Regions from separate parts of the Mus musculus genome. Here regions 2, 3 and 4 are each linked to region 1. The links are chromatin contacts, called in public HiChIP or PLAC-seq maps. All regions are on one chromosome and are shown on one strand. Each heading gives the region's core, a stretch centred on a gene start, on an enhancer-like site or on the middle of the called end of the contact. The rest is flanking DNA. Distances are from core to core; before and after follow the strand shown.

What was found. HiChIP or PLAC-seq counts read pairs in DNA pulled down with a chosen protein or histone mark.
Region 2: a contact with region 1 is called in a FOXA1 HiChIP or PLAC-seq map of pancreatic cancer cells. The contact joins two enhancer-like sites. A contact is called at or near these places in 4 of 39 promoter capture datasets (the C10 cell line, the HPC-7 cell line and embryonic stem cells), 1 of 484 Hi-C or Micro-C datasets (the HPC-7 cell line) and 1 of 115 datasets of contacts at active chromatin or transcription factors (pancreatic cancer cells).
Region 3: a CTCF HiChIP or PLAC-seq map of the NIH/3T3 cell line shows a contact between it and region 1, with 6 read pairs. The contact joins two enhancer-like sites. A contact is called at or near these places in 1 of 15 datasets of contacts at CTCF or cohesin (the NIH/3T3 cell line), 5 of 115 datasets of contacts at active chromatin or transcription factors (double positive thymocytes, embryonic stem cells and stem cell-derived neural progenitor cells) and 1 of 9 other capture datasets (embryonic stem cells).
Region 4: a FOXA1 HiChIP or PLAC-seq map of pancreatic cancer cells shows a contact between it and region 1. The contact joins two enhancer-like sites. A contact is called at or near these places in 6 of 39 promoter capture datasets (the HPC-7 cell line, cranial neural crest, frontonasal cranial neural crest and 3 more), 2 of 15 datasets of contacts at CTCF or cohesin (both in the NIH/3T3 cell line), 1 of 484 Hi-C or Micro-C datasets (bone marrow-derived macrophages), 7 of 115 datasets of contacts at active chromatin or transcription factors (T-cell acute lymphoblastic leukemia, astrocytes, effector CD8 T cells and 4 more) and 2 of 9 other capture datasets (adipose tissue and pancreatic islet).

What each region holds. Positions count from the first base shown.
Region 1 is chr3:103,757,219-103,764,679 of GRCm38.p6, reverse strand. Hipk1 (homeodomain interacting protein kinase 1) reads left to right here. Exons shown (of 16, transcript NM_010432.2): 4 at 99-218; 5 at 921-1,007; 6 at 3,009-3,193; 7 at 4,023-4,185; 8 at 5,920-6,145. Among named protein-coding and RNA genes, the nearest start is that of Gm15886, 11 kb to the left of the region's middle. Within about 2 kb of position 4,884, at least 54 of the 459 cell types and tissues checked have an H3K27ac peak or open chromatin away from gene starts, as enhancers often do. A contact at or near this core is called in the NIH/3T3 cell line, embryonic fibroblasts and pancreatic cancer cells, where this site is marked.
Region 2 is chr3:104,106,111-104,113,833 of GRCm38.p6, reverse strand. All of the region lies in intron 1 of Magi3 (membrane associated guanylate kinase, WW and PDZ domain containing 3), which reads left to right. Among named protein-coding and RNA genes, the nearest start is that of Magi3, 110 kb to the left of the region's middle. Within about 2 kb of position 4,228, at least 10 of the 459 cell types and tissues checked have an H3K27ac peak or open chromatin away from gene starts, as enhancers often do. A contact at or near this core is called in pancreatic cancer cells, where this site is marked.
Region 3 is chr3:103,488,739-103,495,609 of GRCm38.p6, reverse strand. No RefSeq gene overlaps it. Among named protein-coding and RNA genes, the nearest start is that of Gm34049, 9.3 kb to the left of the region's middle. Within about 2 kb of position 4,424, at least 10 of the 459 cell types and tissues checked have an H3K27ac peak or open chromatin away from gene starts, as enhancers often do. A contact at or near this core is called in the NIH/3T3 cell line, where this site is marked.
Region 4 is chr3:103,404,726-103,412,031 of GRCm38.p6, reverse strand. No RefSeq gene overlaps it. Among named protein-coding and RNA genes, the nearest start is that of Gm25869, 19 kb to the left of the region's middle. Within about 2 kb of position 5,526, at least 87 of the 459 cell types and tissues checked have an H3K27ac peak or open chromatin away from gene starts, as enhancers often do. A contact at or near this core is called in the NIH/3T3 cell line, embryonic fibroblasts and pancreatic cancer cells, where this site is marked.

The DNA of each region.
Region 1 (7,461 bases), core at 3,635-6,134:
ACACACCCCTTTTCTGGCCAGAGTTACTATTTCAGTGTAAAAGCTTTTGATAATTTTTTTCCACTTGAAATTGATGTTTGATGGTTTTGATGTTTCAGATTCGCTATATTTCACAAACACAAGGCCTGCCAGCTGAGTATCTTCTCAGTGCCGGAACAAAAACAACCAGGTTTTTTAACAGAGATCCTAATTTGGGGTACCCACTGTGGAGGCTTAAGGTATGTCTTCCTACTGTACAGCCCATTTCTGTACCCCTACCCCAACTTTGGATTTAGATTTTAGTGAATAATGTCTTGACTTAGAGGAGGGGAAGTGGGGGAGGGGTATGTTTGCAGGAGAGAGAACCCCTTGAAAACTTATTATAGTCTGTTTAGCCTTATGCTGGGATAAAAACTGAGATAATGAAGCCAATGCAGCTGCCTGAGGCTGTGCTGAATAAGCAGGGTCAGTAGCTGAGGGGACTGGAGAGCAGTGCTCAGTAAGTGTGGGAGCTAGGGAAGTGGAGTGATAGCTGCCACGGAGATCTCACTTCTAACTCTTCACACTCAGGCCTTCGAGGTTTCCTGAAATAAGAGTTTTTAATTCTGAGCCTACTTCTTCAGTGTGAGAAATCAAGTTACCTCACGATCCTCTGCCTCTGAGTCTAGTAAACAGTATTGGCATATGGTGTCCATGTCCAAGAAGCGTCAAGAGACAATAACATCCTATTCACCTGACCGTCAGTGCTCTGCGGCATGACCGCACCACCCCCCTTTAGAATTGCTGAAAGGATGGCCACACTTCTCCACTGCAAAATTTTCAGGGTGCTATCTTTGCCTTCTGTAGTTGACACTGTACAATACAATCTCAGTATTCTGGCTTCAGATTAAATTAAAAATGTAAAAATAATGTAAAGTTGTAAAAAAATTCATGTTTTATAGACACCTGAAGAACATGAATTGGAAACTGGAATAAAGTCAAAAGAAGCTCGGAAGTACATTTTTAACTGTTTAGATGACATGGCTCAGGTGAGTGTGACATGCTTCTTTAGAGACATTTTTAACTGTTTAGATGACATGGCTCAGGTGAGTGTGACATGCCTCTTTAGAGACATTTTTAATAATTATATGTGCTAATACTTTGCCATGTGTTAAATAAAAGTGTAAGGGTCTGTTGTGATACTTCAGACTCAAACAGTATGGAAGAGCAGAAGACCAGGGGTCCCTCAGTCCAAAATGAGCTCTCAGGCTAGATTTAAAGCACATTAGGGGTTCCTGGTGACCTCTAGCTTACTCCATCTCTAAGGGCATCCCATTACCTGGCATGGGGGTTGGAAATTGTTCCTGAGGAAGTCTGGGGTAGGTGGCCTTTATCTTACTCCATCTTGGAGGACATTCCATTACCAAGGCCTGGGGGCTGGAACCTGTTACAGGGGATCTGGAAATCCCTGACCCATTGTCCTTGCTTCAGGTTAGGTGGCTGGGCACTTTCTAGTTCCTGACTAGCTTTCTGAAGCCTGCCTGGGGTTTTTCTTAGACAGCCAATTTGAAACCTTTCATGGAGTTAGCCTGTCTCAAAAGAACACCTGAATCCTAATAGTGGATACTGTGGTCCTAACAATCTAAGTTTATCCCTGACTAGCTGACACATAAATGAGGCTCATACCATGGTTGTTTTATTTGGCTCTGACAGTTACTGGGGGTCACCTCTAATCTGCTCTGCTAACTGCTGGCTTGGCTACCTCCCCAGCGGTGTACCCCAGATACTTGCTGTTTCTCCTGGCCATGTGCTCATGGGTCCTCTCCCCTCACCTTGGCTTCCTCCTCCTCCCTCATGCCTCCTCTCTCCTCCTCCAGCCTAAACCCACCTACCTCTAATCACTCCAGTTATTGGCTGTAGTCACTTTTATTTAACAAGGAACAAGGTTTACACAACCAAAGCTTGTAGGCCCAGACTCTTGGGAATAGAATTTAGCATTACAGTGCGTACTGTTAGACCTAATCTCCACGGGATACTTTGAAGATGCTTGATTTGAATTTTCTTTAACCCAAACATCATGAAACTCAAATTTGTAGCTTTTTAAGCACCAAGAGGTACTAAAAAACCGTTCAGATTTTGAAGGTTTCCGAGTTGGGGTTTTTGGGTTAAGGTTGTTAAACTGATGAAGACTGTGCAGATATTCTGAATTAGTTTTTATTGTTGTTTTTGTTTTGTTTTGCTTTATTTTGTTTCAAGACAGGGTTTCTCTGTGTAGCCCTGGCTGTCTTGGAACTCACCAGGCTGACCTCAAACTCATGGAGATCCACCTGCCTCTGCCTTTGAGTACTGGGATTAAAGCCCCCAAGCTTGGCTATAAATATTCTAAAATCTCCAGGCTCTAAAACCTGAAACCCTTTACCCCGGCCTTGTAAACAGCAGGCAGCCTGCGTCTGTTCGCCTTTGCTTTTGCTTACTGATCTTATTTTGGAGGAATATTTGTAAAGGTTTCTCTCTTGTCTGTCTCTACCTCATAAGTAATTGTCTAAGAGCTCACATTTACTGCCTATTGTGTTAGCTAATGAAGAGAGCTAGCATTACACTTGAAAGTTTTGTTCTGGGCTGACAAGATGGCTCCATCATGAGGAAGGGGGCTTGCTACCACGCCCCACATCCTGAGTGTGACTCCCACAGTCCACATAAGAATGCTTACTGCATTCCAAATTTAACTGCTTTGTACTATGCCATTTCATTTTTTCAATGATAGAAACTTGTTTATTTCAATAATGAAAAACATCTTTTTGCTGAACAACTTTCAAAATGTTAATGCCAAGAGTCAATTTAGCTCTATTATACCACATAGGCAGAGAGTTTCCTTCTGTGGAATTATTATTCTGTAATTAAACTTAATTTCCCCAGTTTTCTCTTTTCTAAAATGCTTCTATTAAATATCTGCTTTCTCTTGTTTGGAGAGAAAAAGCAGACACAGTAAGCTCTTAATGTACTATTTAAGTCAGGAAATACAACATTTCTAATTTTCTTTGCTTGCAAAGGTAAATATGTCTACAGACTTAGAGGGGACAGATATGTTAGCAGAGAAAGCAGATCGGAGAGAGTATATTGATCTTCTAAAGAAAATGCTGACGATTGATGCAGATAAGAGAATCACGCCTCTGAAGACTCTTAACCACCAATTTGTGACGATGAGTCACCTCCTGGACTTTCCTCACAGCAGCCAGTGAGTATGGGGGTCGGGCTGTGCCGCTGTGTCCGCACAGCAGCCAGTGAGTATGGGGTCGGGCTGTGCCGCTGTGTCCACACAGCAGCCAGTGAGTATGGGGTCGGCTGTGCCGCTGTGTCCACACAGCAGCCAGTGAGTATGGGGTCAGGTGTGCCGCTGTGTCCACACAGCAGCCAGTGAGTATGGGGTAGTCGGGTGTGCCGCTGTGTCCACACAGCAGCCAGTGAGTATGGGGTCGGCTGTGCCGCTGTGTCCACACAGCAGCCAGTGAGTATGGGGTAGTCGGGTGTGCCACTGTGTCCACACAGCAGCCAGTGAGTATGGGGTCGGGTTGTGCCGCTGTGTCCACACAGCAGCCAGTGAGTATGGGGTCGGCTGTGCCGCTGTGTCCACACAGCAGCCAGTGAGTATGGGGTAGTCGGGTGTGCCACTGTGTCCACACAGCAGCCAGTGAGTATGGGGTCGGGTTGTGCCGCTGTGTCCACACAGCAGCCAGTGAGTATGGGGTCGGGTGTGCCGCTGTGTCCACACAGCAGCCAGTGAGTATGGGGGTCGGGCTGTGCCGCTGTGCCTCGGTGGAGTTGCCATCTTATTTCCAGGGCGCTGCCAGGTCAGCAGTCATTTTGTTGCTGGTAAATTGACTCACTGGTGCTTTTCTTTCTAAAAGCTGTGGGCTTAGAGAGAGGTGTCGATTTTTCTTCTTGTTAGAACAACCCTTGGTTCTTCTTTCTGAAAATATTTGGAAACAAATACTTTGTTCCATGTCTGTTTTGAATTTTTTGTTTTAACTCCAGCATTCATTTAGTGTATTTCTAATCTTTTTCAGCGTTAAGTCCTGTTTCCAGAACATGGAGATCTGCAAGCGGAGGGTTCACATGTATGACACAGTGAGTCAGATCAAGAGTCCCTTCACTACACATGTCGCTCCAAATACAAGCACAAATCTAACCATGAGCTTCAGCAACCAGCTCAACACAGTGCACAATCAGGTACAGTGAGGGACTGTGGGAACTCGAGCCTAGGTGGGGCAGAGGCAGTAAGAGAGACCAGTCCTATGCTGCTATTTCTGTTGCTTCTTTAGCATTTTCTGTGTGAGGGCCTGGGCAAGATGGCTCATCAGGTAAAAGTCCTTGCCGTGCAAGCCTGGGGGCCTCAGTTTGATCATGAAAAGTCATGGTAGAAAACTTAATTTCCAAAAGTTGTCCTCAGACTGTAGAACACGCATGCCCACACTCACAGGTATCATGCATGTGTGATAATAATGCAGGCCAGTTTCGGGCTCAGTCTTCTCTGTTATGAAGAAAAGAATTGGCAAACATAATAAACGACCAAATAGATGTACCTGCCAGCCATATTCGGACAGTATTTAAATACATGTCCTTATAAGACTTAGTGTACATGGGCTCTGAATATTGAATTACTTGTTGCTGCTAGATTACTAAGCTTGATCAAGTAATTTACTCTTTTGCAATAGGATTTTATATGTACTCATATACATAAAATAAATAAACCTTTTAAAAAAGGTGGCATTATATTTGCTTGCTAATAAGAAAAGTCTCTCTAAAAATGTAAGCTCAGTTTTTTAGTTTGGTGTACTTTTTAAAAACCTGTAAGTGCTTATGAGTTTCAGTGGACTCTCCTATGAAGCATGCTGCTGACATAGCTGAGCTTTGTGTCATCACTTCCCAGACAGCACCAGCGTAACCATGTGTCACTCCTCATGTGCTGACTCACCTTCCCTTCATAGTACCACTCTCTGCTTGCTTATTTCTGGTTCTGGAGATGGAATCTAGGCAAACACTGTATTACCGTATTCCTGAGCTGTGTATCCCTAGCCCTGGAAAACTTAGAGAGTTATTTCAAAGATAACTAGTATTACATTTTAAAGTTTTGTTCTGGGCTGACAAGATGGCCCCATCATGAGGAAGGGTGCTTGCTGCCACGCCTCACACCCTGACTGTTACTCCCAGAACCCATATGGTAAGAAGCGAGCTCTGACCCTCCCTCAAGTCGTCCTTTGACATCATTTGCACATGGTGCAATAAACAAATAAATGCTTTAAAAAGATAAAAGGCTATAAAGCTGGATGTAGTGCTGTACACCTTATTCAGGCAGAGAGAAGTAGACATGTCTCTGAGGTCTCAGCCAGCCTGTCTAACATAATGAATTCTAGGCCTTCTAGAACTACATAGGAAGACCTTGTTTTAAAAAACAAAACAAAGTAAACAAACCTTTTGTTTTTAGTTTTTATTTTTTAAGACTAGGGATATAGCTCAGATGACAGTGCTTGCTAGCATGCATGGCCCAACATTATATCCTCTGCATTGCAAAAGCAAGTATGGTGGTACACCTTAAGTCCCATATCCAGATGATGAGACGGGAGGATCAAAAGTTCAAATGTCACTCTTGGATAGATAAGGAGTTTGGTGCCAGCCTGGACTACATGAGAGTCAGCCTCAAAAGTTTTTCTTTAAAAAAAAAATTTGAGAGCTAGGAGGGCAGGGTGTGTGAGTAATGGCACATGCCTTTAGTCCCAGCACTTGGAAAGGAAAAGACAGGGGGATCTCTGTGAGTTCAAGGCCAGCGTTGTCTACAAAGTGAGTTCTAGATCAGCCTTGGGTGCACAGACAAACCCTGTATGGAAAAACAAAACAATGAAGAAGATGTGCATATTGTGTACGTCCATCTTCTAATACCGTCTCTGTGTGATCTTGCTGTTTCAGGCCAGTGTTCTAGCTTCCAGCTCTACTGCAGCAGCAGCTACCCTTTCTCTGGCTAATTCAGATGTCTCGCTGCTAAACTACCAATCGGCTTTGTACCCATCGTCGGCAGCGCCAGTTCCTGGAGTTGCCCAGCAGGGTGTTTCCTTACAACCTGGAACCACCCAGATCTGCACTCAGACAGATCCATTCCAGCAAACATTTATAGTATGCCCACCTGCTTTTCAGAGTAAGTACAGAAACTCTTCCCTCTGTGGAATTAGACATTGGACTTACCTGCTCTAGAAGATCTAGTTGTTCAGTTCTGATCTTTGACAAGTTTAAACTCTGATGTAGATGACTGAAATTGGGAGCTGCCATATAGATTTTTTTCCCTTTTCATTGATTTTCTTGACCGAGTTGCTGTATAATGTGTTTGTTTCCATTGAAGGAAAATATTTGTATAAGCATATACATGTCAGTTTATAGAATATATACATCTTTAAATTGTTATAATCAGAATTGTTATGTGTTGACTTTAGTGTGACTTTATTATAGGATATAGTTAAGAATATAGAAACTAAAAATGTCAGTCATACATACAGATTATTGTTTTTTGAACTGAAAAATTCTACAAAAGGAAGCCCTTGTAGGGAAGGCACGGAGCCATCTGCTGAAGCCTGTGATTCTTAGTTTTCAAACTCCATCTTCCAATAAGATTAATTTTCATATTTCCATGTTTCCTTATTTTTCATATTGTTTCGTAATCCAGTCTGTTCAGTTCTTTCTTTTCCCCTAGAACTTGGGAAATGTGTGTTGGAAATGTCTTTTGGTAAGCTATTTGGAAGGTTAAATTATTTTGACTCTTTTCTGACAACACACTTAGCTTTCCCTTAGGAAGTCAGTGACAGGGTGGTTGTAGTGGCTCAGACCTGTAATCCCAGCATGAGGACTGTGGAGCTAGTCAGGTGTTAGAGTAAGACACTGCCTCCAAAACCAAGTAAAAGTAAAAACAAGAAATAAGCCAGACACAGATAACAAATACCATGTTTTCTCTTATATGTAATTTTCCTTATACGTAATATGTAGTTTTCTCTTATATTTAGACCCTGGATTTAAATATGCATTCTGTGACAGTGCATGAGTGAGTGAGTGAGTGAGTATGTGTGTGTGTGTGTGAGATAAAATCAGAAGGGGGATTGTGGTAGGGGAAGAAGAGATTTGTTTGTTTGTTTTTTGAGGCAAGGTTTCTCTGTGTAGCCCTGACTGTCCTGGAATTCACTCTAGACCTTAAACTTAGAAATCTGCCTGCCTCTGCCTCTGCCTCCCAAGTGCTGGGATTAAAGGCATGCACCACCACTGCCCAGCGGGGGAAGAGATCTTAAGGAAGGTGGAAATGGGCTAATGGAGAACTTGTAATTGGAAAGCAGAGGAGGGACTCTTAGTCCTTACTGCTGTGAGCAGACACCATGACCAAGGCAGTCCTTGTAAGATCAACATTTAATTGTGGAATATCATCAAGGTGTAAACATGGCAGTGTCCAGGCAGGCATGACACAGGCAGAGC
Region 2 (7,723 bases), core at 2,979-5,478, 350 kb before region 1:
CATCTCCGGGTCCCCAGACACACACAGTGCACATATATATGCATGCAAAACACTCATACACACAAATCTCTTTTCAGAAGAGAGAAAATACAAAAGCTATGAAAAAAAGTTTTTTAAACAGTGTGGTGGCTCATAACTTGTAATCCCAGAGCTCTGGAGGTTGAGCCAGGAGGATTGCTGTGAGTTTGAAGTAGCATGGCGTCTATAGTAAGGTCCCAGGACCAACCTGTTTCAATGTGAGGAAGAGGAAGAACGGAGCTTTTTCTTTTTTGAGATTTCTGAGTAACAACTACTCTGTAATACATTGAAGTATTACTAAGCATGCATTTGTTCTAATGTTCCCTCACCCCGCCCCCAGGGTCTTCCTGTGTATTCTTGGCTAACTTGCTGTGTAGATCAGGCTGTTCTGACACTCTCTGTTCCTCCTTAGTGCTGCTGGCATTAACTAATGGCACCCTCCACCCCGCCTCCCCTTGTAGTTTTCATTGCATACCCTCAGATACATTTCAGTTTGAATTCACACTGAATATTCTATTTTATAACCTAATTTTTTCATTTAAAATATATAAAGAACATTTGACTACATCAGCATATCAAAATTTCAAGTGATACTGCTTAGAAATGGTTTGTCTTTGAGAATTATACTGAAAGAGTATTTTTTTTGGAGATGAATTCAGTTAAAATTATCATTATAACAGCCATATTCTTTTAATTTCTTTTGTGTCTGTTTAATATGACTGTTTATTCAACTCCATGGTAAGTACTTTGAAGTTACAAACTATCTGACAAATGCAACTTAAAGAAAAAAGGTTTATTTCTCTTTTTTAAAAAATATGATTCTTCCTCATGTATTATATACCATCCACAGTTTGCCCTCCGTCCACTCCTCCAACTTCCTTGCTCCTCCTCCACTTCTTTCCCAGATCCACTCCTCCATTTCCATTTAGAAAAGAGAAACTCTCACCCTCTTCCAGGATATCAGCCAAACAAGTTATAAGACTAGGCACATATCCTCAAATCAAGGCTGGACGAGGCAGCCCTGTTGGTGGAAAGGGTACTAAGAGCAGGCAGAAGAGTCTGAGACACCCCTACTCCCACTGTTAGGAGTCCCACAAATCACCAAGCTGACAACCATGACATACACATATGCAGAGGACCTAGGTCAGACCCATGCAGCTCCCAGATTGAAAGGAAGCTTTATTTTGAGTCATAGAGTTAAGTGCAGTGTGGCAGGAAAGACTTGGCAGTAATATTGTGACGCACTGGTTATGTTGGATTCTCACACAGGAGCAGAAAGATGGAAGAAGGGAAAGAAACCCTGGTGCTCAGCTTGCTTTCGTCAGTCTAGGACCCCCAGTCCATGGATGCTGCTGCCAACATTCAGGCTGGGTCTTCTCTTACACAGAAATGTCTAGAAGCATTTTTCTGTGGGTGATTCTAAGGCTGATCAAGTTGGCAATAAGATCAACCATCACAGTTCCTGAGTTAGGATCCAGTGAGGAAGGCAAAACTGAACTTCATTTTCCTGTGACTTGCACATAGGGAAGGATGGAAACCAGTCCCTCTCAGTGTGGACTCCAGTGATTCACCTGGGTTTTGGTTTCAAAGAGTAGATGGACCAGGTGTTCTGCTCAGACAATAATCTTGTGCACACAGCATCGTACAGTGCTAGGTAGAGTAGGTACAGAACAGACTTCTGAGGAAAAACAATTGGCTATGGATGTGAGGAGGGAATGAAGAGGGCTAGCAGGCCTGATATGTTTATCTCAAACGTCAGAGAGCGCCTAAAGTACAGGAGCATTTTGTCTGGGCACCACCTCTTTTTGTCTAAATTATTGTTTGGAATATACATAGCGTACCTGGCTTTGTTGAAGCAGGTAAAACAACAAAGGTGTATAGTATAATGATGGGTCTTATCTATGTATTATCTAAAATGAAGGAATTTCATTGCTGCATAAATATGGGACTGTACATGTAACTAACAGTGTTATGATTTTTAGAAATAAATATTTTCACTTGGTTAGAGTTTGGGGTTTTTCAGATGCTACTTAAATCAAAGTACTAAAACTTCTCTAGCTTTACTCTTGGCTGTTCTGACTACAGATTTATTACAGAAGAGCGAGCTGAGGCTGAGGAGATAGGCCAGTTGGTAATCAACCATAAATTCCTGCGTTTGATCCCTAGGACACATGTAAGAGGCCAGCCTTGTGGTGTGTGTTTGTAAGGGAAGCAAGGCTATATTTTAAATGTTTCTAGCATCTGTACATACAATTTCAAGGTTAAACATTTCTAAAAGAAAATTTGTAAAAAGTTTTTATAGATGTATACAATGCATGTGATCAATTGGTGGAAAAGAACTAATAATTATCACAGTCTTAATACACTTTCAGAAGAAATGCATGGCAGTGGTGGCACACACCTTTAATCCCAGTACTCAGGAGGCAGAGGCAGGCGGATTTCTGAGTTCAAGGCCAGCCTGGTCTACAGAATGAGTTCCAGGACAGCCAGGGCTACACAGAGAAACCCTGTCTCGAAAAACCAAAAAAAAAAAAAGAAAAAGAAAAAGAAAAAAAGGAGAAGAAGAGGAGGAGGAGGAGGGAGAGGAAGAAGAGGAGGAGGAAGAAATGCATGGTCGGTCTGCTTTTGATGATGCACGCCTGTAATCTTAGTATTAGGGAGGCCAATCTGGGAAAGTCAGGAGTTTAGAGAGTCTGGATTATTTAATAAGATTCTGTTTCCAATATATAATATACATGTAGCTGTGAGCATAACAGTATAAGCATTTTCCTCAAGACCAAATCTCAAAAGGAACAGAGATGTTTCAAGAACAACATGAGTGAGTAGATAGGCCATCTCCCCCCCTCCCTTGCAGAAAAACCCAACAACTTTTGAAGTCGGGGATTATTAAACTCAGAGCCTGGATCCTACTGGCAAGTTCTTTTCCACTGAGCCACCTTGTATCATTCTTATTTTACTTCTGTTATAATCTTGAAGGAAGCCAGAGGCATAATGGCACGTGCTTTTGATCCTAGCACTTGGGAGGCAGAAGCAGGTGAATCTCTGTGAGTTCAAGGAGTTCAAGGCCGGCCTCATGTACATAGCGAGTTTCAGGACAGCGAAGTCTGTGTAGAGAGATTGTGTATCAAATAAAAAATTTAAAAAAAAAAACTAAACAAAGTAATAATTTAAGAAAACTTTGAAGGAACAAGTTACTTTTTCAACAGTATAAGCTAAAAATAATATAAAACAGGAAAGCTGGACATTATGCTAAACATCTGCTATGTGGTGGGATTGGATAAGAATAAGATTTAGTTTAGAGGTAGCTCACAGTTTAGAGGTAACGAGTTTGAGGGAATTTAATCTAAGGTCAGGGCGCCTGGCACCCATGTGGTGCATGTAGACTCACACAGGTCCATATATAAAGGTGAACATACATAAATCTGTTTAAAAAGAGCATAATTTACTTTAAATAAATTTATATTTTCAAAACTTTAAGGAGGAATGGGGAAGTAGTGTAATTGGTAGAGTGCTTGTCTGGGTTCCATTCCTTCCACAGCACTGAATAAACCAGGCATGGTGGTACATACCTGTAATCTTAGCACTCAGAAGCAAAAGGATTGGGAGTTCAAAATAGGCCTTTACTTCATAGCGGATTGGGGCTCAGTTTGAACTATTAAAAAGACTTAAATGGATTGGCTTCTGGAGTTGAAGAGTCTCAGACGTGACCTCAGAATTATTTTAATCCCCCTGCTCCCAACACACACTTCATGGAGGAGAATGTAAGAAGAACTGGGAGACTGGAGAGAAGTGCTCCGTAGACTGTGAACACACAAGTCTATTGCCCTACTATAATCTAAACTCACAAAAGTTGAAGAGATTATTTAAAAACAAATTCCAAGTATTTAGAAAAGAATAGCTTATCACCCAGAGCCAATATGGATTTCTAAGAAACAAGACATGCCAAACTGACCTCATTTTTACTCTCCCCCTACCCCCTGTTTTATAATTGCTTCTAGATTAGAGAATAGTAAAGACATGTTGTATCTTGACTTTAGCAAGCAGTTGACAAATTCTCCTTACTGTCCTTGTCAAAAAGATGATGAAGTGTGGGTAGATTGATTTACAGTTGTTTGCATGCTGAACCCACGCCAACAGGACTCAGGGTTAATCCAAATAATAGCCAGTTGCTTTATTCACTGATTTCTCAATGAGAACTGGTGGTGATTCAGAGTTTGCGTATATTCAGTAACTATGGGTTTGTAGCTGTGAATTCCTGACTAAGGAGTTGTATATTCAAACTTGACCGCCTGGATATTTTTATACAATTAAAATACCAATTACAGACATTCATCTAGCCAAACTATTTGTCTGATGTATATATTTTTAAACTTTATAAACCAGTTTCACTGTTCATATAAAAACCAAAGAATAGAATTCAAAGAGCAAAAAATTTTAAAGCATAGGCTGGCTAGGTAAGAATGTTCACATTATAAAGAATCTTTTGTTTGTATTTGTTTAATAACGTTTACATTAGCCTCAGGGAGATTTTTTTTTCATGCCCTTGAGATGTCAAGGTTCTGTGAATTAACCTGGGGGGAGGTGGGTAGGAGGGGAAGGGAGAGGGGGAGGAGAAGGAGGAGAGGGGAGGAGAGAGAGAGACAGAGACAGAGATCATATATAGATGTGCCTGCATTATATATTATACACCAGGATCATACAGTACCTATAGAAGTCATAAGAGGGCTTAGGGTCAGGAACTGGAATTGCAGGCAGCTGTGTGCCACCATGTGGGTGATTTGCAAGAGCAACAAGTGCTCTTAACTGCTGAGCCATCTCTGTAGGACAACAGTGTCCTTGGGAATTAATATATTTGTTGGCCTTCTGATAATCATTAGTAAACTACCTATTTAAGATTTTTTTAAATTCTTTGAAATTACATAGAAGAAACAATCGCTTTATTCTTTAGAAAGTTCTATTAGTTTCTGGAGACAGGGACGTCCATGGTGAATGGTTTATTTAGAATATTTTATTATCAGTTGTTAATCTTAAATAATGTCAACTCAGTTTTATTAAATTTTCATTATGTCTAATTGACTGGTGCTTACAGTATATTGTCTTGATTGTCAAGAAGCAATGATGGAGGGACTGGAGATTTGTCTCATCAGTTAAAAGCACTTACTGCCTTTGCAGAGTACCCTGGTTTGGTTCCCAACACCTACATGGTGGCTCACAACCATCCATAACTCTAGTTCCAGGAGATCTGAGACCCTCTTTTTGCCTCTTCCAACTCCAGGACACATGTGATGCACATAAATACATACATGCAGACAAAACACTCATACAAATAAAATAAGAACAAAACTTAGAGTTTCTAAAAATGTTTGCAGATATGATTTTCAGTTTTAGTGATGCTAAACACGAATGCTACATTCAGTGTCTAGTTGCACATTTTGTTTAAAATGCATTTTGGATTGCAGTTGTCTCTCATCCTTTTCTTTGTGACTGCCCATACCAGTAGGAGTTGATGGTAAAACCTAGTGTGATTCCAGTTCTGATAATTATGGGCATTACTCTTTAAGTTTAGCCTTTTCTGTGCTAACTGGTTTTTAAAAACATCAAAGGCCCTTAGAATAAGATTGGGTTAACTTCATTTTCCCTTAAGAAATCCATCATGCAAGATAATTCATGATTTTGAACTTTATTGTGGCTTTATCTTTTAATTATCTCTAACCTAAAAGACATTACTTATATAACTTAAAATCTAACCTAGATTTTAAGCATTTTATAGTTATCTCTAAATTATGCCATATCTTAGAAGTTTTGAGTTTAAGAAAAGCTAAAGTATTGACTCAACAAATTATCTTTTTTAGTTATATCTATATTTCCTTTTACCAAAACTAAATCTTTCCCAGAAGATATGTTGGTGAGTCAAGTTTTGTATTTTGGCACTCATGTTACTGTTTTAAATGAAAAGAAGAGGACACATTTTTGTTTATTCAAAGAACCTATCTATCCAAGAGCTGGAGAGATGGCTCAGCAATTAAGAGCACTGATTGCTCTTCCAGAAGTCCTGAGTTCAATTCCTAGCAACCACATGATGGCTCACAACCATCTGTGATGGGATCCAACACGCTCTTCTGGTGTGTCTGAAATCAGTGATAGTGTACTCACATATATAAAATAAATAAATCTTTTTTTAAGCCTATCCAAATATCTGAAAGTTTCAGCCATGTAGTTACAATCCTCCAAAGCTAGAGTCTAATATTTACAAAGAACATGAGACTCCCTTACCAAATTGTAAAAATACTTCATGCACTCATTATGAAGTTGATTTGTGTTCAATGAGTATTGATCAGTATTGATTATATATTAGTTTTTTCAGCTGCTCAGCAATGAGCACATGATGGAGTATAAATAAAAAGACAATATGATTTTGAATTGGGGTGAGTTAGTGGGACCCTATGTGCCTGGACTGTAGGATAGGGGTGGTTCTATGTCTATCACTGTAAATATCTTCAGACTTGTTTGTTGTCATCACAGTGGTTCCTCCCCCCTTCCTCCATGTCTATTTTTGTTAAGACAAGGGAATTGTTCTGGTTTGTGTTTATTACAATAAGCTAAATGTTATCTCTGAAGTTTAAAAAGAAGTTGATTTCCTGGTTATGTTGCTGTGTAGGTTCTGTGTATTTATATGTAGTAGAAAAGAACAAAAAAAATTAGAGATGCAGTTTTATGGGATAGTAGATAAAAGGATAAACTGATCAATAGTAAGCTTTTGTTATGAAACCTTAATGTGAATATGTTGTTCCAAATAAAACTCAATGTAGTCCACTAGACATGCAGTGGGATAATGTTTGTCTGAGCCTTGATCTTTTCTAATTATCTACAGTCTTGTCTAATAAACAGTGTTTACGCTGCTTTTTCATTTAAACTTAAGTCTTTGTTGCAAATTATAGCTTTGAGATTTCTGCAACCTTCTGTTTACTGTTCCTATTTCCTACTTCCAAAGAAATAACAGAAAACATTTGACTGTCTTACTTATTCACACTGTATTAGGAATCAACAAGTAGACTACTGTTCTGCCAGGGACCAGTTGTGGGTTTGTTTTTTTGTTTTTGTTTTTGTTTTTGTGAAGAATAAATTAAGTAGAATTAGAGCTTGCCAAAGCTGGAACATGTAAGGTCTGCTGCATCCTGAGCATTGTTTTGGATTTTATTTCAAGTGCAATAGAAAGTCATGGGGATGGGGGCATTTTTACACATACTAAATGACCTCATCTGTTTTACATCTCACTCTGGTGACTATGTGAGGGCTAGGAAGAAAGGAGACACAATGAGTAAAGGGAAGCTGATTAGAAGGGTGTTTCCAGATGAGAAATGATGGTGGTAGATTAGATTAGAATGCCATAGATGACAATGGTATATGATTTGAAAGCTGACAAAAATTGTTGATAGGCTTAGAAAACAGAGGTGGAGAGAAATCAAGGATGGCTTTTAGATTTGGGATTGTTCTTCCAGCTGTGGTGCTGCTATGTTCTAAGAGAGAGAAAACTGGAGTAGATGGTGGAAGAGTTTTGTTTTGTCTGTCTGATATTTGAAGTGCTTATCTGATATCTCCAGACATGCCATCTGCAATGTATGAGTGAAGTAGGAGTTAAATAAAGATAGCAGTGATGAACATATGATCTGAATTTGAAGCTTTTAGGATATGATGTTATTTAAAG
Region 3 (6,871 bases), core at 3,175-5,674, 270 kb after region 1:
GACTGAGACCTGTAGTTTACTGCTTACTGCCTGCTGCCCCTGGAAAAGATGGAAGTCCAAACTTTCAAGCATGCCTTCTATTGAATGCACATGGTGTTCACAACATCACAAGGTAAAAAAAATCAAAACTATCACTAATTGAGGACTGTCTTTCACTTAGTCATAGTTTATTGAGTAAGATAAAATAAATCTTAAAATGTCTTTTCTCTTTAAGAAGTGGAAATGGAAAATTCTAATCTAAATGAGGTCAGAGAAGAGTAAGGAAAAGGTAGGAAGTGGTGGGGTCTTGACTAGAGGAAGTGAGTCTCCTTGTTACCCTCAGCTGGTCACTCAGTTTAAAAGTAAAAAGGCCAGATTCTCTAATGCTTTAAGAGAAGATAGGTGTTACTGTCTTGGTTTATGGTAGGACTGAGTCTCAATAAACCAAGTGTAGGTTCATAAACATGTGGATTTTTAAATATCTGGCAATGTGCTAGTTAGTTTTAAATGTCAAGTTAACACAGTTTAGAGTCACCTAGGAAGAACATCTTAATTGAGGGATTGATTATCTAGATCAGGTTGGCCCATGGGGCCTTCTGTGGGTCATTGTCTTCACTTTTACTTGGCCCAGCCCACTATGGGTGGTACAATTCCCTAGGCTGTGCACTGAACTGTGTAAGAGTAAAGGAACCTATTTGAACATAAGCATTAAGCAAACTAGGATATACATGTTTATTCTTTGTCTCTCTTGGCTATAGATATGATGCTTTAAGTTTCCACCTTGACTTTCCAGCAATAGTGGACTGTAACTTGGAATTGTATGCCAAATAAGCCCAATATGAAGTAGGGCAAGCAACAAAGTCAAATTTTAGAAGATTAAACACATCTGTAGTGGAGTCTGTGAGCATAGACTTCTGTTTCTAGTCTATCAAGCAGACTCAAAGCACTGCAGGGGAGAAGCATTTGGAAGACTCTTTCAGGAGCTGATAAGGATCCAGATGATGGGAAACAAAACTGGGAAGAATAGTTTCAGGATCCAGAGAGCTAAAGACCTGAGTCACTGGAGCTCTAGAATGCCAGCGTTGTCAGCAAAGCCACCTGCCTGGGGGGAGATCTGGAGTGCCTAGATGAAGAGCTGTGTGTCCATGACAGCCACCAAGAGGGACCACAGCCCTCACCTACTTTCTGTTGATAACCCAACCTTCCTCTATCTTAGACTTGAAACCATATATACATAAGAGAAACTAGATCCACTCCTGTTTATGATTAAATCTGTTTCTCAAGGATTGGGCTATGACCACAGGTAACCTTAACAACAAATGATTCTGTACTGCCTGTTCCAGGAACTTGTAACCACTCCTTTGTTTCAAAGGTTATTATGACCACCTTCTTATAGCTACCTTGTAACCATGTCATTGTTTCAGGAAGTTGCTTTCACCAACTTGTTCTGCTCGAGTTCTGCTTCTGTAACCCCACCTATTTGTCTGCCAACCCTCCTTCCTATTTGGAAACTCCCTTCTCCTGATGTGAGAATCAAAGTTATGTTTTAAGTTTTAATTTCTGTGCGTACGAGATCCCTAGAACACAAATGCCTCTAACCTGTAAGCCCTTTGCCCAAAGACAGGTATTTTCTGAGATTTAAGGGGCTGTTGTCTATAGAAGCTAATAAACCTATGTTTCCACTTTCCTAAACAAGTTTGGTTGACCCAACTCCACCAAATGTGCTTGATCGCATGTAGGTGAGAGATATGTAGGTAGGAAATACATCAGAATGTGTGCTTACCACCAACTGGGCAAAGGTAAGAAGTTACATAGCCTATGGGTTTGCTTTATAAGCACCTGGCCAGTGTAGCTTGTGGCTATTTTCTGGGAGCCCCAGAATGGGCCTGGGCAGAGTCTATTATCCTGACCAGTATTTTATTAAAGCTTGCTTCAGATACTACTCACAACTGTGGTAGTGGTCATATGCTTTCCAGGTGGGATTAACACTAAACTATATATATAAAAGCCCTTATCCTCCCCATGTCCTAGGCTGAGCTCTTGAACCCTGCCTTTAGGGAGAGACAGCCTATGTACACAAATTTTTTTTTCCATTTTTTATTAGGTATTTCGCTCATTTACATTTACAATGCTATACCAAAAGTCCCCCATAGCCACCCACCCCCTCTCCCCTACCCACCCACTCCCCTTTTATGGCCCTGGCGTTCCCCTGTACTGGGGCATATAAAGTTTGCGTGTACACAAATTTTTAAAAGGCTTGCTTTAACTACTTTGGCTATGATGACTTGGGCCGATGGGCTCTCTCCTTCCATCTGCGGGATTAACATTGTGCAGAGTCCGTCACCCAGTTCAAACAAGGGAGGGAAAGTTCCATAAAACTAGGCACATCAGACTTCCTCCAGCTAGAAATAATAACAGCAACAATGCTTTAGACTCAGACGCCCCTGAACAGTAGCTTTTAAAGAGTGGGTCATGGAGCCCTAAGAACCCAAGGCTCTCAGAAGGTTTTTAAGGTAAAACAATTTCTCATAATAACCTGAAAATAGTATTTATCTCTTGGGCTGAGCTGACATTTGTGTGATGGCCAAGGGGAGTGACACCAAGCCCTTCCTGTGCCTCAGGCCTGGGCTGCGCTGGGTACATCACCACACAATGAAGATGCACTTAGGGAGGTTCTGGATGCAGCAGTAAAGACTGTTTATCCCCTCAACCTTGAGTCTGCGTTGTGGCAGCTCCTGTGCCCACTGCCAAGCCTCCTGAGGGGCTGCTGTGGCGCTTACCTTGATGAAAAGCTCTGGAAGGAGGAGGGATCCGAGCTGCAAGGGGGTCCCCACCCCCTTGTTTCCCTTCTTAATGGAACACCATTTTTACCTTAAGAGAATCACTGGTAGACAAAATGTGGTTATTCAGACTCGAATATGTGGCAGTTTATTTTCAAATGAGCAAAATGAGCCTGTCACATCAGAGAAACCCACGAACAGCATTTGTTGCTAACGATAGCATTGAAGTTTCAAGAAAAATTTTTAAATTTTGGAAAACTTTCCAACCACAACCATAAGTACTGAACTGCTTTTCAGTACTTTAATACTCTTCTGAATGGTGAAACTAACCAACGTGGTCATCAAGTCCAAAAGACACCTGGGACAAATGGCTAACTCTGATACTTATCAGCATACCAAAGCACACAGTATGTCTGCATGTATGCCTGCGCACCAGAAGAGGGCACCAGACCTCATTAGAGATGATTGCGAGCCACCATGTGGTTGCAGGGAATTGAACTCAGGACCTCTGGAAGAGCAGTCTTAACCTCTGAGCCATCTCTCCAACCCCATGTAATTAATTTTTAGTAACTACTTCCTATACACATGTGATTTCAAATAACACCTATAATTTTATGAAAAGACAGTAAGATATATCTCTTCTTCCTAGCTGCCTATGCGGGTATAAATTTCCTTTATACTCTTCAACTGAAACAACACGTCACAGTAGACGGGATACAATGATTCAGACATTAAAGAGAACTGCGAAAGCTTAAAACACTGCTACTCTTCTCTCCCTTGATAGTTTTGTTTTTAGGAAGTACAAGTTTTTGGTTTTTGTTTGTTTAAATGGTTAGTTTTTGGTTTTTCGAAACAGGGTTTCTCTGTGTAGCCCTGGCTGCCCTGGAACTCACTCTGTAGACCAGGCTGGCCTCGAACTCAGAAATCCGCCTGTCTCTGCCTCCCAAGTGCTGGGATTAAAGGTGTGTGCCACCACTGCCCAGCACAAGTTATTTTTTAATGTATTAAATACAAATGCACTTAAAAGTATTAGATGCAAATGTGCTGACATTTATTGGGTTTGTCATTTTTTTTAATGAGTGTGTTAGTTTGAATATGCTTGGCCCAGGGAGTGGCATTATTAGGAAGTGTCGCCTTGTTGGAGTAGGTGTGGCCTGGTTGGAGGAAATGTGTCACTGTAGGGGTGGCCTTTGAGACCCTCCTCCTAAGCACGTGAGATCCAGTCTTATCCTGTTTGACTTCAGAACAAGATGTAGAACTCTCAGCATTTCCAGCACCATGACTACCTGGATGCTGCCATGATCCTGCCTTGGTGGTAATGAACTGAACCTCTGAACCTGTAAGACAGCCCCTTAAATGTTGTCCTTTATAAGAGTTGCCTTGGTCAGGGTGTCTGTTCACAGCAATGGAAACCCTGACTAAGACAATGAATTACTAAATATAATTATTTTAAATTTTATTTATTATTATAATTATTGCTGATGGTTGTGGTGATGTGTGTATATACATTATGGGGGAGGGAGGACTGTATATACATTATGCCACAGAACCTATTCAGAGGTCAGGGAACAATTTTTGGGAGTTGGTTCTCTTCTTCCACAATGGAATCCCGAGACCGAACTCAGGTCATCATACTTCCACACAAGAGCTTTTTGCTGACTGAGTCATCTTCCTGGCACAAGCCTGAGTTTGACTTTGGGTATAATAAACAATGACGGCACACAAAGACAGCACTTGGAAGTTCGTTAGTGTTTCAAAGCACAAAAGCAAGAGAGAAATTAGTGTGGTGGTACATGCTATAGCCCCAGCCCTTGGGTAAAGCAGGAGACCAGGAGTTAGGGCCCAGCCTGGGCTATGCAGCATGTTACATAGAGAGATCTGTCAATTAAAATAATAGTAATACCCCATATGAATAAGAAGTTTGAGAAGGCTTTAATCTAGACCAAATCCTCCCAGAGAAGGGGTAAGAAAGAGGGATATTAGGATTCAGACCAGGGGAGCAGGGTTTAAGAGGAAACTGGGGCAGACTGCTGGGGAGTATAGCGTTTATTAAAGAGGTTCTGAATGCTATGGGCATCAGAGGCTGACAGCGTGTTGGGGTCTCTGTCTCTGAAGCAAGGGTTCAGGGCTCACTTGGCAGAAGCGGGTTTCATTTCTTACAGCTTTCTGAGGATGGGGTTGGTTTCATATTAAGAGCCAAGAGCCTGCCTCTCAGACTCCCAGGAAGGGAAAGGCGGATGAGGAACTGAATGTATGGCTTTGATGCAAACTCACTCCCCAGGTAACATATCCTGGTACCAGAAAATTGTTAACTAGGGGCTCACGGATAGTGTCATGTATGCAATGTATGGCATTGGTCATGTATGAAAGGAGGTTACTGAAGATGCTGTGGCCTGGTCAGATGCTGGATTCTATCACTGTGTTCTCACAGAGGACAGTACAGGTCATGATTTACAGCTTAAAATTCACTTTTGTCTAAATTACATTTCATACCCAGCTCCTCTCTGGAAGGCCAACAGAATCTACCTTTGGCATCCAAGAAGACGAGGCTGGGGAAAAGTGTCTGGTCTCCAGATCAGCTGCAGTCGAACCAGTGAAGATGTGACTCCAGGACCTCAGAACACAACCCAGAATGCCTTTTGCACATGCGTGCATGCATACACACACACACACACACACACACAACCTCTGGATCATATGTGATCTTCCACCTCTCTCTCTTCCTTTTCCTCTCTCCCTTGATGGGTCTCATGCATACTGAGCTATCTCTAAAAGGGGGGCTGAAATCCACTTTTCAAAGTGAAACATACTCTATGGGACCACAGAAGCTCCACCCATAGCTGGCAGCCCGACAGCCCAGTGTCCCATCTGTCCCGTGACTGTGACTGAGGGAGCGAGGGTGACTGGATCTTCCTGGAGCCATCCATAAAACACCCTGGGCCAACCAAGAGTTTGAATTGAGACATACAGACTATTTTTTATGAAAGATGACTAAGCAGAGATGATAACGAAAAAGAGTGGCCATGAGAAGACAAGACAAAATTCCTCACTACACAATCTGCAATAGGTCTGACCACACTTCCTTTTCTGGTCTCCACATCCTGGAAGTGACCCTCTCCCCTGCCTCCCAATCCCAGCTTTGGTTGGCGTGGCCCCTAGCACCGAGGCTCCCCGTGATTGGACGAACCGTTTTCCTACTTCATGAACTAGAACTGTGAGAAGATGCTGCACAGGGGGCATCGAACTGGGCCATGGTGCGCTGGCTTTGCCTTTCAGAACCCAACCTAGCCCAGCGAGGCATGGAAGAGCTGGGAGTGTCTCTGTGTCTGAGCTCCTCTCTGTTCCCTGGGAACCACATTTCCCCTTCCACCAGAGTCAGATGCACAATAATCAAACACATCCTGGAGTCTGCGAAAACCATTTCCACTTCGATTCAGGATCAGGTAGACAGATGGATTTCATGTCATAGAACTTTCTGGTAAGGAGGCGCTTTTCTCCAGCCCAGAAAGCAAATCCATTTCCTGCGTTTATCCAGAGCTTTAGGGCTCAAGAACCCTGGCTTTGGTCAAAAGTATAACCTGTGGTACAAAGACTGAAAGAAAAGCTGCTTCCTGTGTTCTTGCTCTGCCCTCTTCCTACCTCTGCTTCCAGACGACACCCTCTCCTCCTGCACACCTCTTGCTCAGACAACAGTATTACGCAAACACATTTCACATCTCACCCCTTGTCCTCTTCTGTCTAGTGATTTTTTTATGTTTCTTTACATATGTGTGTGTGTGTGTGTGTGTGTGTGTGTGTGTGTACATGTGTACAGGAGCCTGCAGAGGACAGAAAAGGGTGTTGTGAACCACCGAATGGGTGCTGGGGACTTGGGTGGTCTGTAAGAGCAGCAAGTGCTCTTAACTGCTGAGCAATCTCTCTGGCCCCATTCTCTCCTGTCTAAGCATTGCAATAATACTCATCGAAAGGATTTGCACAGAGTCCGTACAGCTATGACAACTAGGCAACGCTTCAGTGAGAAGGACACTGTCATCCCCAGCTGGCAGGGATGCAAATGGCACAAGCTTTCTTCAGGGCAGCTTAGGCAACAAGCTAGGGAAAGCGTTCATATG
Region 4 (7,306 bases), core at 4,277-6,776, 350 kb after region 1:
TTCCTGCTGATTTCCTCTTTTCTCTCAAGCTTAGGGTAGCAATGATTTATTGCTGTGGGCAGAAGTAGAATTCCGATTTAAGCCCTCTGTCCTTAAAGATCGTCCCTAGCAGATAAAAATGAAGAAAAATGGAGAATAAATCTTTAAAATATATGACTTTGGAATCAGTAATGGTAGAGAAAGATTTAGGCATAAAGAACCCTCAAATTTAGTTATTTCAGTTTGATAGGGCTTGTAAATTGAGAAATGTTTATAAAAACAGACTAACTCCAAGCATATGAGATAGCTAGCTTGTGCTTCTTATATTTTAAAAAAAATCAGAAACTGTTGTCCGATTTGTCTGAAATATGCCATCAAATGTAAGGCATGGATCATGTATTAGACTTAATAGAGTGTGCTTATTAGTTTTTCTAATAATTAAACATCGGGAGAAAGGCTACTGTGTGACAGAAGGGCAGTCCCACGTGGAAAACCAAGCTTCTACTTTGGTCTTTCAGTTTGTATGTGTGTCCCTTAGACAGAGACGATGTCATCTCCCTTCATGGAAGCTGGGAGCTGGCTGGATGAATCCCCAAAGTCCCTCACATGTAACCCAACCTCCCTCCCCATCCCTCTGTCTCTCTGTCTCTGTCTCTCTGTCACACACACACACGCACACACACACGTCAGACCACAGTTACCTAGCACAGCATCATCCCCTAAATGAGATTCTCAGAGCGCTAGACTTACAAAACTTGCAGTCTTTCCCACGACGCAAGCTGCTTTGAAAAGCTTCCCATGATATCGCCTTACTGACAGTGCACAATGCCAGACTCTAAAGGGCCTGTAGTCAGTGAGGCTATGTGCGCCATTCAGTCCTGACCTCGGCTTTGAGGATGTGGTAGGTGGGAATTGTTCATCAATTTATCTATCTGAAGAACCCAACAATCTGCAAAGCCAGTGCAAAAATGTCAGAGCCTGCACTGGGTGGCAGGCAAGGGATGGCTTGGGGAGCTCTGGGGCTGCTGCTGTATCTGGCTCCTGGATGTTAAGGTTGGGTTAGTCAGCCTGTGTGTGACCCATTTGTATCACGGTCAAAGCAAGGCCACAGTCTGCTCTTTATGATCAACTCTATTATTGTTATTCAGCCCTGTCTTAAAGCACACCCAAAATGTGTTCAGTGACGTACAGTAACACACAGAGGTGTGGGAGTGGCTGTTATTAAAGAAGGCGGTAAACTCACAGAGCCCCAGAATCGCCCAAGAGGTTCAGCCCCAGCACTGCAAAACCTGGTGGTGGCTCCCACTTACCAGCCCAGACTTTGGAAGGTGAGGTGGGAGGAGCTCAAGATAACTATACTCAGGGTCTAGCAAGTCAGGCCAGCCTGGGCTATGTACTATACTCAGGGTCTAGCAAGTCAGGCAAGCCTGGGCTACGTACGACCCTACCTAAAAAGAAAAAGAGAGACAATGAAAAGAATAAAAAACAGACTTACACCATCCTGAATTTCCACTCTCACACTCCTTCCCCAATACAAACCCACTTTTAAAAATTATAGAAAAATTATATTTAGCATAACTATATATGTATTATCTATATGCACTATATATAAGTTAATATATGCATATCTCTGGTAACATAAATACCCTTTTAAGCTATAAACTGTGTTTTGTGTGTAGACTTTGACTTTAGTTGATGTGCACAGTATCCAGCATCACATCCAGAAGATCCTTCCAGGTTGTGGTTGTCACATATGCAGCACCTAGCTGCCACGTAATACTGCTTAGAGTGGATTTCAACCTTCACAATACCGAGACCCTTTAATACAGTTCTTCATGTTGTGGTGACCCCCAAACATAAAATTATTTTATTTCTACTTCATAACTATAACTTAGCTACTGTTATGAACTGTAATGTAAACATCTGATATGCAGAATATCTGATACGCGACCCCAAAAGGGGTCACGACCCACAGGTTGAGAAAGATCCTCCTAGGCTGTCTCAATCTGCCTTCAGTGCCAATAGACTAAGTTGTCAAAGTATCTATCCTCACATGCTGTATTGTGAGCGTGTGTGTGTGTGTGTGTGTGCGTGTGCGTGTGTGTGTGTGTGTGTGTGTGTGTGTGTGTGTGTGTGTGTGTGTGTGTGTAAATTCTGGTGTGTGTGCTGAGGTCAGAATACAACTCACAAAGGAATCAATTCTCTCCTTCTGCTATGTAGGTTTAGGGGACCAAGGTTTAGGGAACCATCAGTCTTGGCAGTAAGTGCCTTTACTCCCTGAGTCATCTTCCTGTTCCAAAACCTTATTTTATTTTATTTGATGTGGACAGGGTCTCACTCTGCAGTCCTGGCTGACCTGGATTCACTTCATAGACCAGGCTAGCCTAGATTTCACAGAGATCCACCTGTGTCTGTCTCTGCCTCTGCCTCTGCCTCTGCCTCTGCCTCTGCCTCTGCCTCTGCCTCTGCCTCTGCCTCTGCCTCTGCCTCTGCCTCTGCCTCTGCCTCTGCCTCTGCCTCTGCCTCTGCCTCCTGAAGTGCTGGCATTAAAGGATATGCACCACACCCAGCAAGAGACCTTATTTTGAAGATCATTCAGACAGAAAAATTAATTCAGCAACTTTTCTATGAACCCAAAGAGCAGAAAATAGGAAAAAAAAAAAAAAAAAGCTGTGTGTGGACTAACCCAACTGTGAGAATCATGTTTAATAGGAATGTCAAGGAGGAACTGCAGCAGTTGAGAACCTGGGACCATCTGGTTTGTGGAGGATGATGGAAAGGGTTTTGTGCAGTTCTAGAGTCAGAAGAGTCACTTAGACCCTGTGAACTCTACCAAGAAGGTAAGGCATGGCCAGATTGCAGTGCGCCTAGCACTCAAATGTCAATCACCCCACCCCCAGCAAGAGAGCCCAAGAGTTCCTCCAACACCTGCCTCACAGCACCCAGAGAGACAAATAATATCAAAATGGCACAAGAAGGGCTGGAGAGATGGCTCAGCAGATAAGAGCACCAGCTGCTCTTCCGGAGGGCAGGGATTTGACTCCAGCACCCACGCTGGCATCTCAGAATCCAGCTGTAACTCCAGCTCCCGGGGATCTGACGCCCTCTTCTGGCCTCTAGGCACACATGCATGCAGTGCACACATACACAGGCAAAGCTCTCACACACAGTAAGTTAAAAAAAAAAAAAGAGGAAGACAAGAAAGAGTAAAAACCACAAGAAATCTGTATCAATTGCTGAAATATAGTTTATAATCTAAAGTCTTCCCATATTAAAACTTCAAGTTCAGTTAGCGATTCCCTCCAAACACTTAAGGAAGAAAAAAGTCACTTCTGCGTGATCTAAGGGAAAAAGAGAGAAAAAAGAAAGAAACTCCCTCTCGCTTTCTAAGGTCAACCTTACACACACACACACACACACACAGAGAGATAATAATTACAATATATTATCTAATAATATAGTATAGTATATAATATATCTTTATATTATAAGTTATATATTTGCATATATGTACATATAATATAAATATAATATATGAAAGAAAAGGGTACAAAATAAAACTACATACCAATATCCATCATGAATATAAAAGTAAAAGTTTTTAGTAAATACTGTTAAACTTAACTCAACAATAATATTTACTTATTCATGGAGTTCATCCCAGAAATGCAATATTGGTTTAACATTCAAAAATAAAACTGTAGCTCACCATGTTAAGAGAATTAAAGAGAAACCCTGTGTGATTGTCTCAAGAGATACAAGCTGGACATGGTGGCGCACACCTTTGATCCCAGCACTCGGGAGGCAGAGACAGGCAGATTTCTGAGTTCAAGGTCAGCCTGGTCTACAAAGTGAGTTCCAGGACAGCCAGGGCTATACAAAGAAACCCTGTCTCGAAAAACCAAACAAGAGAGAGAGAGAGATACAGAAAAAAATCATTTGGTACGATTCTGCTCACAAATGCATGGAGATACTTAATCGGCAACCTGACAAACAACATCTATGAAAAGCCCGTGGCTAACATCAAGCTCAATGATAAGAAATTAAACGGTTGCTCTCAAAAATCAAGAAAAAGATAATAGCCATTTTCATCTCTTCTGTTGAATGTTTAATCCTGGAATTCTGCCCCAAGAAAGAAAAGGAAGGGAGGGAGGGAGGGAGGGAGGGAGGGAGGGAGGGAGGCATGGAGGGAGGCATGGAGGGAGGGGGAGGGAGGGAGGGAGGGAGGGAGGGAGGGAGGGAGGGAGGGAAGAAGAGAGAAACAGAGAGACAGAGACAGAGACAGAGAGAGAGAGAGAGAGAGAGAGAGAGAAAGAAAGAAAGAAAGAAAGAAAGAAAGAAAGAAAGAAAGAAAGAAAGAAAGAAAGAAAGGAAGACAGACCACTGGGGCACATGTGTGGACACACATGCACACACTCACACATACATACACAGAGCTGCATATACACATGCACACATATGTAAAGCTACACGCACATATATACACACAGATGCATGTACACACACACAAATTATCTTCATCCACAGAAAACATGTTCACGTAAAATTCTAAGGAGTTATAAATAGAAATCAGTCTACAATCTCAGGAAGCTGAAGCAAAAGAATCTTGAGCCAGAGGTCAGCTTGGGTTCCCTACTGAGACCTGGTTTGGCTGTTGCTGTTGCTGCTGTTGTTTAAAATCTATCCAGAAAAAAAAAATTCCCAGAGCTAACAAATGAGTGAGCCTAGCAATGTATTGAAACATGTAACAAACCACTGGGCCTCAGGAGACAGCCGCCAGCCAGCCCGATGGGTGAGGTGAACACTGTCCAAGCTCAGGTCCCTGCTCCTGTGTTAACCTGGGCACAATGGCAAGCCCCTGTAACCACAGCCTTGGAGAAGCAGGGAGGCAGGCAGCTCCCCTGAGGTTTGCTAACGAACCACAGAGGAAAGCTCTTGTTCAGTGACAGACTGTCTCAAAGACCGAGTGACAGGAGCAGATTCTCGGTATCAAACTCTGGCCTCCAGACATGAACACGCAGCATGCACACCCTCAACCCCACATGTGTGCACACATACGAATACAACACACAGACACACTTGTATTTGTTTTCTTTGCGACAATCCTGCTATGTTACACACTCTGCCCTCAAAATGGGTGTCCTGCTTCCTCAGCCTCGCTGAGTACTGGCATTATAACCATGGACCACTGTGCCTGGCATCAATCATAATTCTATAAATACCAACAAATAACCGGAGTTTGGAATTTTTTAAAACTTTTTATTGATTTTTTGTGAGTTTCACATCATGTACCCCAATCCCACTCATCTCCCGCTCTCTGTATCTGCCTCTGTAACCTCCCCACCAAAAGAGAACAAAAACTAAAAGCAAAAACATTTCACCTTGGAAGCTGCGGCAGGTCACAGCGTGTCACATGAGTCACACAGCGTCACACCCTTTTGAGCAAACTGCTTTACTGCAAATGTCCATTGCAGTGAGTCACTGGGCTGGTTTGAGGCCTCTGGCTTCTGCTACATCAAGACTGTCACCGGGACTCCTCCTGTTGTTACCGTGTTCACATGTTGGAGTTCCTGCAACTTTGGTTCTGCAAGACTTGCCCCTTCCTGTGCTCCAGCAGCTCAAAGATGGGGTAGATGCTGGTATGGGTCAGCTCAAAGCCCTGGATTGGAGCTAGGTAGCATCTTAGCTATTCATCCTGCTAGCTCTCACACCATCTGGCCAGCTCTCCGCTTTGCCCAGGCTGGGTCAACTCTCCTGCCTGCAGTAGCAGCCACAAGGGCAGAACCTCCCCTCTGTGCTCAGGCCTCAGGGCCAGCTCTCCTGCACCCATGACACCAGTAAGACTTTCCACAATAGCTTTGGAAATATGAGGTGCTGAGAAATAATTGCAAGAAAACACATGTGAAACCTACATAACGAAAGCTGCAACAGAGCTGAGAAAAGCTTACAGAGGTCCAAGTAAACAAGGCAGCATGACTGCGACACATAGACTCAACGTTGTAAAGATGCCAGCTTTTAACATACTGGACCTTATCCCAGACTGACCTGCAGCCTGTGATGACGCACTCACACATTTCTTTTTCTTTTTCTTCTTTTTTTTTTTTCTTTTTTCTTTTTCCTGAGACAGGATTTCTTTGTGTAGCCCTGGATGTCAGGGAGCCCCATCTGTAGACCACAGTGCCCTCCAACTCACAGAGATGCGCCTGCCTCTGCCTCCCGAGTGCTGGGACTAAAAGCATGCACCAACAACAACCAGCTCACTCACACGTTTCTTTCTTTATATATATAAAAAAAAGATTTATTTATTTATTATATGTAAGTACACTGTAGCTATCTTCAGAAGAGTAGCCAGTGCTCTTGACTGCTGGGCCATCTCTCCAGCCCACCTACACATTTCTTAAAAGAGCCTACTTTGGGTTTGTTTTGCTTGTCTGACAAAAATTGGAAAGGTGACTCTAGAATTTGCATATTTGCAGAAATTCAATCACACTGAACCCAGAGATTGTGGTATTTACTGGAAATGCCTCTTTCTAGTTGTGGTGTGGCTGGGCCTTAGCACACACCTATAATCCAACAGCTTTCTGATTAAATATTGTAAACAGGATTAAATAAAATCAACCATAGGTCAAGGGTCAGAGCAAGCAACCAGCTGACAGGAAATGAACATAGGAAAAGAAAACATAGAGAGTAAGAGGGAGTCAGGAGGACAGATAGAGAGACGCACAGGAAGTAGAGGGGAGGGACATTCAGTTTGAAGAATATTTTTTGAGACAGCGTGAGAGAGGGGCATTCCTGTTGGGATGTAGGCTGAGGAAGGTCAGCTGGGTGCTTTCTCTGCCTCTCTGAGCTAGCAGGCTTTTACCCTAGCATCTGGACTCCAGGGTCTTCATTGGTAAAACCAAATGATTGAGATTTTGTTTAAAAGCATATAAAAGATGTGAAAATGCCAAGGAAACTTTGAAAAAGCAGAGCAAAGCTAGATTTGCAAATTTCCAGGGAGGAATTTTTGAGACAGGTTCTCTCTACACAGTCCTGGCTGTCCTGGAATTCACTATGTAGTCTAGGATGGCCTTGAACTCACAAAGATCCTCCTGCCTCTGGCTCTCAAGTGCTGGGATTAAAGGCAAGTGCTACCATGACTGGCTTAGGAGAAAAATCTTAGATTTTTGGTAAATGGTGATTTGTTAGGAAACAAAAAGCACTAATCATAAAAGAAAAATAGTTGACAAACTAGACTTGCCAGATTTTAAGATGCTGTTTTCTATGAAGCCCCGTTAAAGACATCAGGGCTGCCATTCAACGGTCGAGTGTTTCTTGTCCAGTATGC